Regions from separate parts of the Gasterosteus aculeatus genome. Here region 1 is linked to region 2. Evidence: chromatin contacts called from public Hi-C data. All regions are on one chromosome and are shown on one strand. Each heading gives the region's core, a stretch centred on a gene start, on an enhancer-like site or on the middle of the called end of the contact. The rest is flanking DNA. Distances are from core to core; before and after follow the strand shown. Region 1 holds the start of LOC120832520 (inverted formin-2). Region 2 has its middle 5.7 kb from the start of LOC120832524.

What was found. Hi-C and Micro-C count contacts between places; a contact is called where the count stands out from the background.
Region 1: a contact with region 2 is called in a Hi-C map of whole body, with 2.4 times the contacts expected there. The contact joins the promoter of LOC120832520 here to the enhancer-like site in region 2. A contact is called at or near these places in 2 of 6 Hi-C or Micro-C datasets (skeletal muscle and whole body).

The regions. Positions count from the first base shown.
Region 1 is chr15:3,772,016-3,776,713 of fGasAcu3.hap1.1, forward strand. It overlaps LOC120832520 (inverted formin-2), which reads left to right and starts at 1,800. Exons shown (of 22, transcript XR_013452763.1): 1 at 1,800-2,050.
Region 2 is chr15:3,651,122-3,655,509 of fGasAcu3.hap1.1, forward strand. No RefSeq gene overlaps it. Among protein-coding and RNA genes, the nearest start is that of LOC120832524, 5.7 kb to the left of the region's middle. Within about 2 kb of position 1,525, at least 6 of the 9 cell types and tissues checked have open chromatin away from gene starts, as enhancers often do.

The DNA of each region.
Region 1 (4,698 bases), core at 550-3,049, 120 kb after region 2:
TCAGAACCGGGCTCCACCTTGGTTTACATTAGAATAAGGGTTTTGTCTTTTTAGCTTTTAGTACTTAATTATAGTATCAAGTGCATAGTATCAATTGTCGAATGTAAACCAAGAACTCTGCTGTTTAGTTCACCTATAACCATAGGTGAACAAAACAGCAGATTTCTCATGGTTTGTTTGTTTATTTTAGTGTGCTTCTCTCTTGCATGAGGATCGCTGGACCACAATTAATAGTGTAAAATAAATGCTATTTTAATCGCCCTGGTGAAGCTTTCAAAAGAGGGATGAACTGTTGCTTGTTTTCCAGACAAGGGACTGTTGTTGTTGTTGTGTGGTTTTGTGACAGCAGATCACACCAGAGCGATGCAGTATCCGTAACATCCCCGACATCACATTCAACAGCTCGGTTCTTGTAAAATATAATAAAATCAAGTCAATTTCAAAAGGATTGACTTCTCTCAGGATATTAATCCAGAGGAGCCGTGTCACTGGCTTCTATTGAGCATTTTTAATGACCCTTTTTGTTGAAGGGAAACCTAAAGTGTTTCTCCAAGGTTCCCTGTGGACAAACACAGTAGAACTAAATCCTACCAACTATAATCTCTGCAACGCCTTTATAGAGGTCCTCAAGGTAAAAGGTTTGACAGCAGGACGAGTGGTTTAAAAGTTACTTTATGCCTAAAAGCTTGGATGAAAATCCAATCCCTGCATGGGCTCATTACACCAATAAATGAAAGTAATGTCGCCTGACACATTTTGGGAGCTTGCTTTCTACTGGCTTTCATGAACCTGTTTGACCACCTAAGATGGCTTTTGTTGCTCCGTTCAAAACAAAAGCCATCCTGCATATTCTTTGATGTCGTAACTTGAGTACAACTTGCAGCTGGTTGTGGAGAAACAACACGTCATATTGTACGCACGCCTAAGTAGTGGGACAATACTTTTGTCACTTACTGTGGCTACTTCTTTCTGGGGCAGTGAAACTCTAGTAAACTCAATTGCCTCGGGCCACACGGGGCTACAACAACTAGACCGCTGTCTCTGGAGAAAATGACATTCCTTGAGCTCCTATTGTGATGGGCAACTTGTACTGGCCCATTAAACTGGGTAATGTCCGCCTGAGGTCCATTCCAGCTGATGGGATGGGGGAGTATTGGAGGAGGGCCCTCGACCACTGGGCTGCATTTTCGCATCCCAATCAGCTTCAAGCCAGAAAGCAGCAGGTCCGTCAACCCCGGAAGGTCGGCAGTTCTGCCTCCACAATAAAACAATGTCCACCGAAACCTGTTTGGGTGCGAAGGATATGCAGACAGATCTCTCACATCTGGATGAATCCACCTTGATCACAGGTCATTCCTCCAGCCATGGTTGATCTTATAGTTAGCAGTTTCACTTTCATGTTTCAATTTGGTAAATTGTGGCCTAACGTGAACATATGAAAATATTATTAAGCCTAAAATCTAGATACCCCGATTGGATCCCTTCACGGGCAACATTTCTCCATTTGTAATTTGTTTAATACTTTGTAGACTCTGTAAACCCAAATCTTACTTAATATCTTGTTATTGTTGTCTTTTCATTTATTTTTTTGTCATTTATTTTTTCCTCAGGAGTGATACTTTGTTTTACCTCTTGATTCAACGCTACCATATAACGCTAATTAGAGGGACAATTGACTAATCTACGCGTTAACGCCATCTCATCTGCGTGGATCTCAACAAATAAATCCGCGCTGACAGTTACGCACACGCTTTATTCTGAAGGTCTCAACCGGATGCTGTAGTGAACCCAATGCCGCCGCCTTCATTCGACGCCGTCCGTCTCGGATAAAAAGCCCCGGGGGCCGCAACGTTTTTGAAAACGGTGCCCTGCGCGCACCACACGGGCTCCGGGGTGCAACACCGCGCCGACACCTGCAGGGCTTCACGCCGACGTATCGATCCGATTAAAAAAGAGAAAAGTCCGGATGACGGCAAAGCGCGACCCGATTTAACCCCCGCGCAGGACGCGGATCTGTAAACTGTCTTCGCGTTCATGGACTAAAAATCAGGTAGGGTTGTCATAGTCGGTTTATATGTGATCTATAACGATGCACCAAGGCATTACGAGGAGGGACCATACGCTTTATCGCTGTATTTTCTGCCGTGTCTTCCTCCCCCAAGTGAGGGACTGTAGTCCCGTTATGCTCTTTGCTGTGCGGGGAATAAACGGCAGCGCAAAGTAACGCTGTTGCACAACGTAGATGTTGCTACTAAGGTCTGTGGGTTATTGTTTTAATCATAATGAGTTAATGCACAATTCAGATGGGCAAACTGTTGTTGTGCATTCCTGTGTGCCAATGTGTTGTGTAAGACGTGGCTCCTCTCAACCCTCCTCTCCTCGGACAGAACGAGGAGGAGGAAAAAACACTTTGGACACAAATTCTTCAACGGGTTATTCCAGTTTCAAAGCTGCGTGGACTCTTGTCAATTCATCTGCAAATGGGCAGATGTTAAACCCAATCTGCTAATTGCTGAACGGACCTGTAATATTAACAATACAGGAATCTACAACTAAAAGATCAATTTCAACTCCACAATGTGCTTGTGGACTTTTTGGTCACTCCCTTAAATAGCAGAGAATGGAGGGGAGTAGGTTATCAGTCAAACGACTGCCGGATGTTTTATGTTGGAATAATCACTCTGGGAATAATAATAGAATCTACCGCGCGGATGAAGCTTCCATCATTATCTACAGTTACGCAATTCCCAAGCGACATTGTGTTACAAGTAATATACAGCATGACATCCACTATCATGTCAGTGATCAAGATGTAAAACACAACACGTACCCCCCCATTGTTTGTTTTACATCTGGTATTTTAATGCATGTAAACAAATGCAGGGAGGTGTGCATGCTTTAAAACTGATATTCATCCCCCTAAAGCTATTCTTGAATTCACTCATGTATTATTGCTGACTCGCATCAGTGCAAGCCAGCTTTGCACGCGCCTCGGAGGAAGTCAGCGAGGATGTTTTCTGCCTGTCCCGAGGTGTTGCACAGAAGCAGTGGGCTGCTGTGTGTGGGCGGTTGAACCGGAGGACAGATGAGGAGGTTTGTCCAGTGAATCAGCGCCAGGCTATTAGCGGCCCACGTGGGAGACTTGACGGACGGGGTCGGGGGAATTAAAAAATGTTCTTTGATATTTAAGGAATGCTCAGATGAATGTGGCAAATGTTTTTCCCCGTCACAGTTGAAGTTGGGCATCGCTTGGCGTGTCGTGCAGATTGTTTGCGTCATGAACCGAAAAAACGCACGTCGGTGATCGGCCACGAAAACAGCAGTTTCCAGAGAAGAACAGGAGCTGTCACATCCGCGTGTTTATCTCCAGCTTCCTGTGCAGGGAAAGTCCTTTCCTCCCTAACCAAGAGTCCCAGAGTCATGCGGTTTATGCACGCACCACATCCCTTCAACTATTGGAAAGACTTCCTCTTTTTCCCATTAAATTCTCTCACACTAAACATCAAGTTGTGGAATCAGAAAGTGTTGAACTGTTTTTCTGGACATAGAGTCCTATTGGGCCGCGGCGCAGCGAGTCACGCGTCCATCTTGTGAACGCGGCCCTTTGATGAGTATTGAGAAGGCCTCTTGTGAAACGCCATTGTCTGTCTGCTGGCTGCCACGGTAACACTCTCACACTGGCAGCAGGGCTGAGACGCTGCACTCAGCGCTGACAAACGCCTCGCCACAACGTGCAAGCAAAGACGAGTCCTCGCCCTGATTCATGGCGAGTGGGCGCAAACGCTATTCTTTCCGATTTTTCCACTTCTGCTCGTTACCTTTTTTTAGAAAGGAGAGAAATCCCCATTTGAGTTTTGCTGTGTTTATTTTACCGAGGAACAAAAACACCAAATCAACATGAAACGGCGAATAAAGCGGCAGGATCTCTGAGTGGGTCCCGGCATCGTTTGGAAGGTAAAAATCTGTTGAAAGCTATTACTCCTCCCAGATTGGCTCCACGAACGACCTTTTAACAGAGCATTGCGCTTGTACGGGCTCATCCCTCGATGCCTCGTCTGTGTATCTTATGTCTGCCAAGTGTGAAATCCACAGCAGGAGGCAGAAGCACCGCTCACGCTTGTTCTTTTTTATTACAAACCACTGAGAGAGAAAAGAAATTTCAACTTTGAAGAAAGCTTTCCCCCATTTTTCGTCCCAAGCTCTTAATTTAACATTTTTTAATAATGCGGGGACGTGCTTATACTTGTAACCTGCATCGACGCAGATCGTTATTTGGAGCTTGTGGGGGAGGCGGTTTGATGAAATAAAGAGCTGCACTGTGCTCGGAGGTTTTACCAGAAAAAGGCACTCGTGGTGATCAACGCGTGCATCCACGCCAATGTCACGTATGTTGGGGTCATGTTTGTGAAACGTTTCTCCTGGACAGTCGTCTCTATGTTTTAGCCCGTCACAAGCGTCTGCACATGACGAACCAGGGTACACGCCGCCCAGACAGCACTGAACCGGGCTTTGCGGAGAGTGTTTACCAGCTGACAACTCTCCTCTCTTTCAAGCAGGATTAGATAGGAATGTTTGGCAGAGCTAGTGGTCACCGGACTGCTGACATACCTTTTTAATCATCCACTAAAGTGTGGAGTTATCGTTTCCTATTCTTCTTTCCTTTCTGACATGGCCGCATTTTGGCCAGCTTCCGCCTGT
Region 2 (4,388 bases), core at 275-2,774:
GGCGAGGCCGTGACCCGGATTCTACCTGGTCACGAACTACTTTGGCTGCGTAGATAGAAGCGTTTCTCGTGTGTTTTTTGCGTGGGAGCGCGTTTGGTTTTCATGTACAACTTGTGCAGTTTTCTCTGGCAAAATGTTCAGTTTTACGAGCAAAGTACTTGGTAGTCCAGCCTTGAGCGCGCTGTTTTAACAGACGTGATTTTGTATTTCATAATCTTGTCACAATGTATGATATCACTTTAACACAATTTAGATATCGAGGAGGAAGTGAGCCGATCATCTTTTTCTCAATGATTACTTCAAACCTCCATTAACTGCAATGTTGACCACTAGAGAGCGTTACAACATCGTGTCACCTAAAAAACGTGTTGCTGTCGTTGGCGAGCAAACGTTTGCTTGTTCACACATCAAGCACAGACAAAGTATTTGCTACTTATCTGGAGGTTGTATTTCAAGACACAAATGTTCATTTGCTCTCTCGTTTTTTGCTCTATTTTGGTCACCACCAAATCCCAATGGAATCAATTGGTACTTTAGCTGCTAAACGCTCAACTATCTTTACCAGGGAGTTGCTAGTGGCAGACCAACACCCGTTTTTAAATAGCTGGCATCAACAATGTGTGAAGCTGTCAAGGGTCAGATAAGCATAATCTTAAACAAAAACACGCACTCTGATTTCCCTTTGAATCAGTAAGTATAAACTCATTATCTCATTTTCTTTTGGTGAAAATAAATCAAGCTGATGAGGCGTACCATAAATCATGAAAATATATCAACTCTGCCTTCCTGCTATCGTCCTGATTAGATCATCTTGAGTCCTGAGCTCACGCCGAAAGCGTGAACCCACACCTGAGGCTTTCCTTAGAAGGTTCTAGCGGTTTCCGTGTGCTTTGGGGGAGGCTCCTCAGGTAAAGGTGCCAGATTTACAGGCAGACCTCCAGCTGGCAGAGGAATGTCACAACCCGTGTTTCAGCTGTAAATTCGGACATAATTACAGTTCCACCGACTCAAACATTGAGGCGAAACAACCACCTTGCGAAGGGAAAATGCTCACTGCTTAACGTTGTGTCTGGGACAAATATACACTCCTGTCTTTGTGGGGGGGGGGAGGAGGAGGACAGGAGACAGGAGCAAGAATGTGAGAAATGTGCTGGTTCTCTGACCTTTATGAAGGTGAAGCGAGGGAGCTGACATCATCGACCATAGGCGGCATGTGCGCTCATGTGCAGTCACGTGGACCGAAGGAAAGTAGATACGGGTCAGAAGGAGAGAGTGTAAGTTACGCAAAGGTGGGTGAAAGTGTGAAGGACATTTCAGAACATTACCGAAGGTTTCTTGTTGAGGGATCGATTCGAAGATTGATATTCTTAAGGTGTGTTGACAATTTTCTCGCCTAACTCTATTAAATAACGTAAATAAGCATATTTTATCAAAGTGGAATAACTATTCCTATCACCTATTGTGTGAGCCTGGCTTTTAGTCCCTGAGAAAAAAAAAAAAAGGCCTTTTTTCTTTTCTTTATGTCGTGCTGCCACTGTGTGGTGGAATCTAGAGACGCACCTCTTCCAATAGTGTCCAGTTTATATTATCGCACAAAACATAGACGATAACTCTGAGTGCTGGCCAGTCAGTGTGTGTGTGTGTGTGTGTGTGTGTGTGAGGAAACATCCGACGGCAGGAAGCCTTCGCTGCTCCCGGACACCAGGTTTTCACTGGCTTAGTCACACTCTCTTCCTGTTTTTCTCTCACCACCACCTACCAAACAAACAATACAAGGAAGGGGGTCTGCTCCTCGTCTAGACGTGGCCCGCCGCGTCTGATCTGATTCAGCTCCCACCGGTGACCCGTCTGGCTCCTGTCAGGTGATCGGCCAAATAGGATCCAGCAGAGGGGGACTTCTCCTGACGCTCCCACAGTGGCAGACGGGACCCGTGACTCAGTCCGACTCTCTCCAACCGCTATTTAAATAGACTGACAGAAAAATGACAGTGGTCTACACTTCAAACGAGTGAGTGACACCACCCACTTTAGGAGCACAAGGACACAAAAGTCACACAATAATGACATGTTAAGATGGCTTGGGGGGGGGGGGTCCAATGGTTAAAAGTAAGAGAGGATGGGCCTTTTCTTCCTGACCTTGCATGTTCTCCCAGTACCATTAAAAATGAAGAATGCTTGTAAAATTACTGACGGATGTGTTTTCCGACGTTGGATTTGGATGCGTCTTCCTCTTTGAGAATCAGATTTTTCCAATATCCCCCCCAACCTGTTGAGGAATGTCAGCTTTATATATGTCAAAATAAATCGCTGCATTGTTTTAAGTAAGAGGGAAAAAATATAAGGCAGCAAAAGCAGACTTTTTTTTCTTTTGCAGTTACACGTTTGTATCAATAGAGGGCAGAATGAACTAACTGTTCGTGCATGCAGAGTTTCTTTAAGGTCAGTCTTAAACACATTTAAGAATAATACAAAAAAACTTCATTTCACGGCACACTTAGAGGTTTATAACTTCACAGTAGTTTTCTCCCGCTGCGAAGGCTGAATGTGCACGAGATCAACTGTTATTCAGGAAATCAACACATGATCCCACCACAAACGTTCCTCTTAACAATCATCTTCGTAGTCAGATTCAGGAACAGTCGGTGAGTCTTGCGTAGCAAAATAAATGAAAAAATACTGCTCATGGCAGCTCCCACATTGTTCCGAACACCTCAGAACAGAAGTGAAGAGGCGATGAGACAGTCGATGTTACTCATCCTGCTCCCTGGTGACTAATTTCTTAACTGACATTTGACATGACTGGTCCACCACGCAGTCTGCAGATGTCTGGCGGTGTGTGTGTGTGTGTGTGTGTGTGTCTGTGTGAGTTTGTGTTTTGAGAGACAAAGAGAGAGCGGGGGGAGGAGGGGGGGAAATGAAAAAGAAAAAAGAGGGAGCGCCAGTGTCAAAGTAGGTATAGGGGCAGACTTTCTGGAGCCAACTCCCACATGCCCTCTGATTACCTGTCACTGGTCAGACCAACCTCGTCTCTCTGCGCAGATGATGTGATAACAGTGGCACACAGAGCGAGAGAGAGAGAGAGAGAGAGAGAGAGAGGGTGGTAAAAACAAGACGGACTGAAGAGGATGAGAGGCGGGGGTAGGAAAGAGGGCGCAAAAGTAAGTGGAGTAGGGTGAAAGAAAGAGTCAGAAGAGAGCAAAGAGAGGGAGATGAGCAAAAGGCAGAGAGAGAGAGAGAGGTTCTTGCCCTGAGGTGTCATTCCTCTCTCTGCACTGAGGCCGACAGCAGTGTCATACAGAGCTGAAGACATTCACCAGCAGCCAAGAAGCACATCTGGATTCCTCATAATGAAATGCAGTAGTTTGCAAAGTTTTCCTGTGCTGGGATACAGTCACTGTGCACTTCAGACTTGTTTTTTTAAGCATTTGCACCAGCCAATGAGCACCAGTTGACATGTTCATATCCTGACCGGTGGCGTGCACTGATGGATGGATGGACAGCCGTCTATCCGTCACCGAGTGAAAGCAGTGGGTCAAATCCTGACATTAATTGCACCATTGCCGGCCACGGGGGTGAGGAATCTTATCATTAGACGGCCTCATAACCTATTTACTGCTTCTAAAACACACACACACACACACACACACACACGCACACACATCCACACACAAGCTCACAGCCGTGCTGTCCAATCCTCTCCATGTGCAACAAACCCTCCACCGTTTTCCCCTCCTCTTTTCAACATCCTTGCACAATACAGAAGAGTCGTGCTCGGGTTACATGCTCAGGTCGGACCTCTCCATTGCTCCCCAGGGCTGTTGGGGAGGAGAAGAGGTAGAGGGGGGGCGAGGGGGGGCGAGGGGGGGCGGGGGGGGCGGGGGGGAGGAATAACAGGAGATGATAGAAGGAAGGACCCACAATAACAGTCTGTTTCCTCGCATGTCGGGGCCTGCAGCCTAACCTACTGCACCTGTTGTTAAAGCTCACACTAGCTGGAGAGCGATATGCTGTGTGTGTGTGTGTGTGTGTGTGGGGGGGGGAAGTTGGGGGGGTGTATAGGGTGAAAGGAGGTCCCGGTGGTGATCTAGTGTGGCACCTGTACCGCGGCCCAAAGCCAGCTGGGACGGGGCCAGGCCTGCACGACGCAACTCGGTGCACTCGACGACCCCTGTAGCCTGCTGCTAACCCTGGACGCTTATGTGTGTGTGTGTGTGTGTGCCCCCCCCCCACCCACACCTGCCTAGTCTCACTCGGTAATTGGGTAAGTGTGTAATAGGGTCGGTCACGGGTATCTGCGACCAGGCCGGGGTGAACGTGACCCAGGCAGCACCAGCGCGTGTGGAATAACTGAGGATCTGTTTATGATTTGGGGAGTGCCGTGGAGTCGA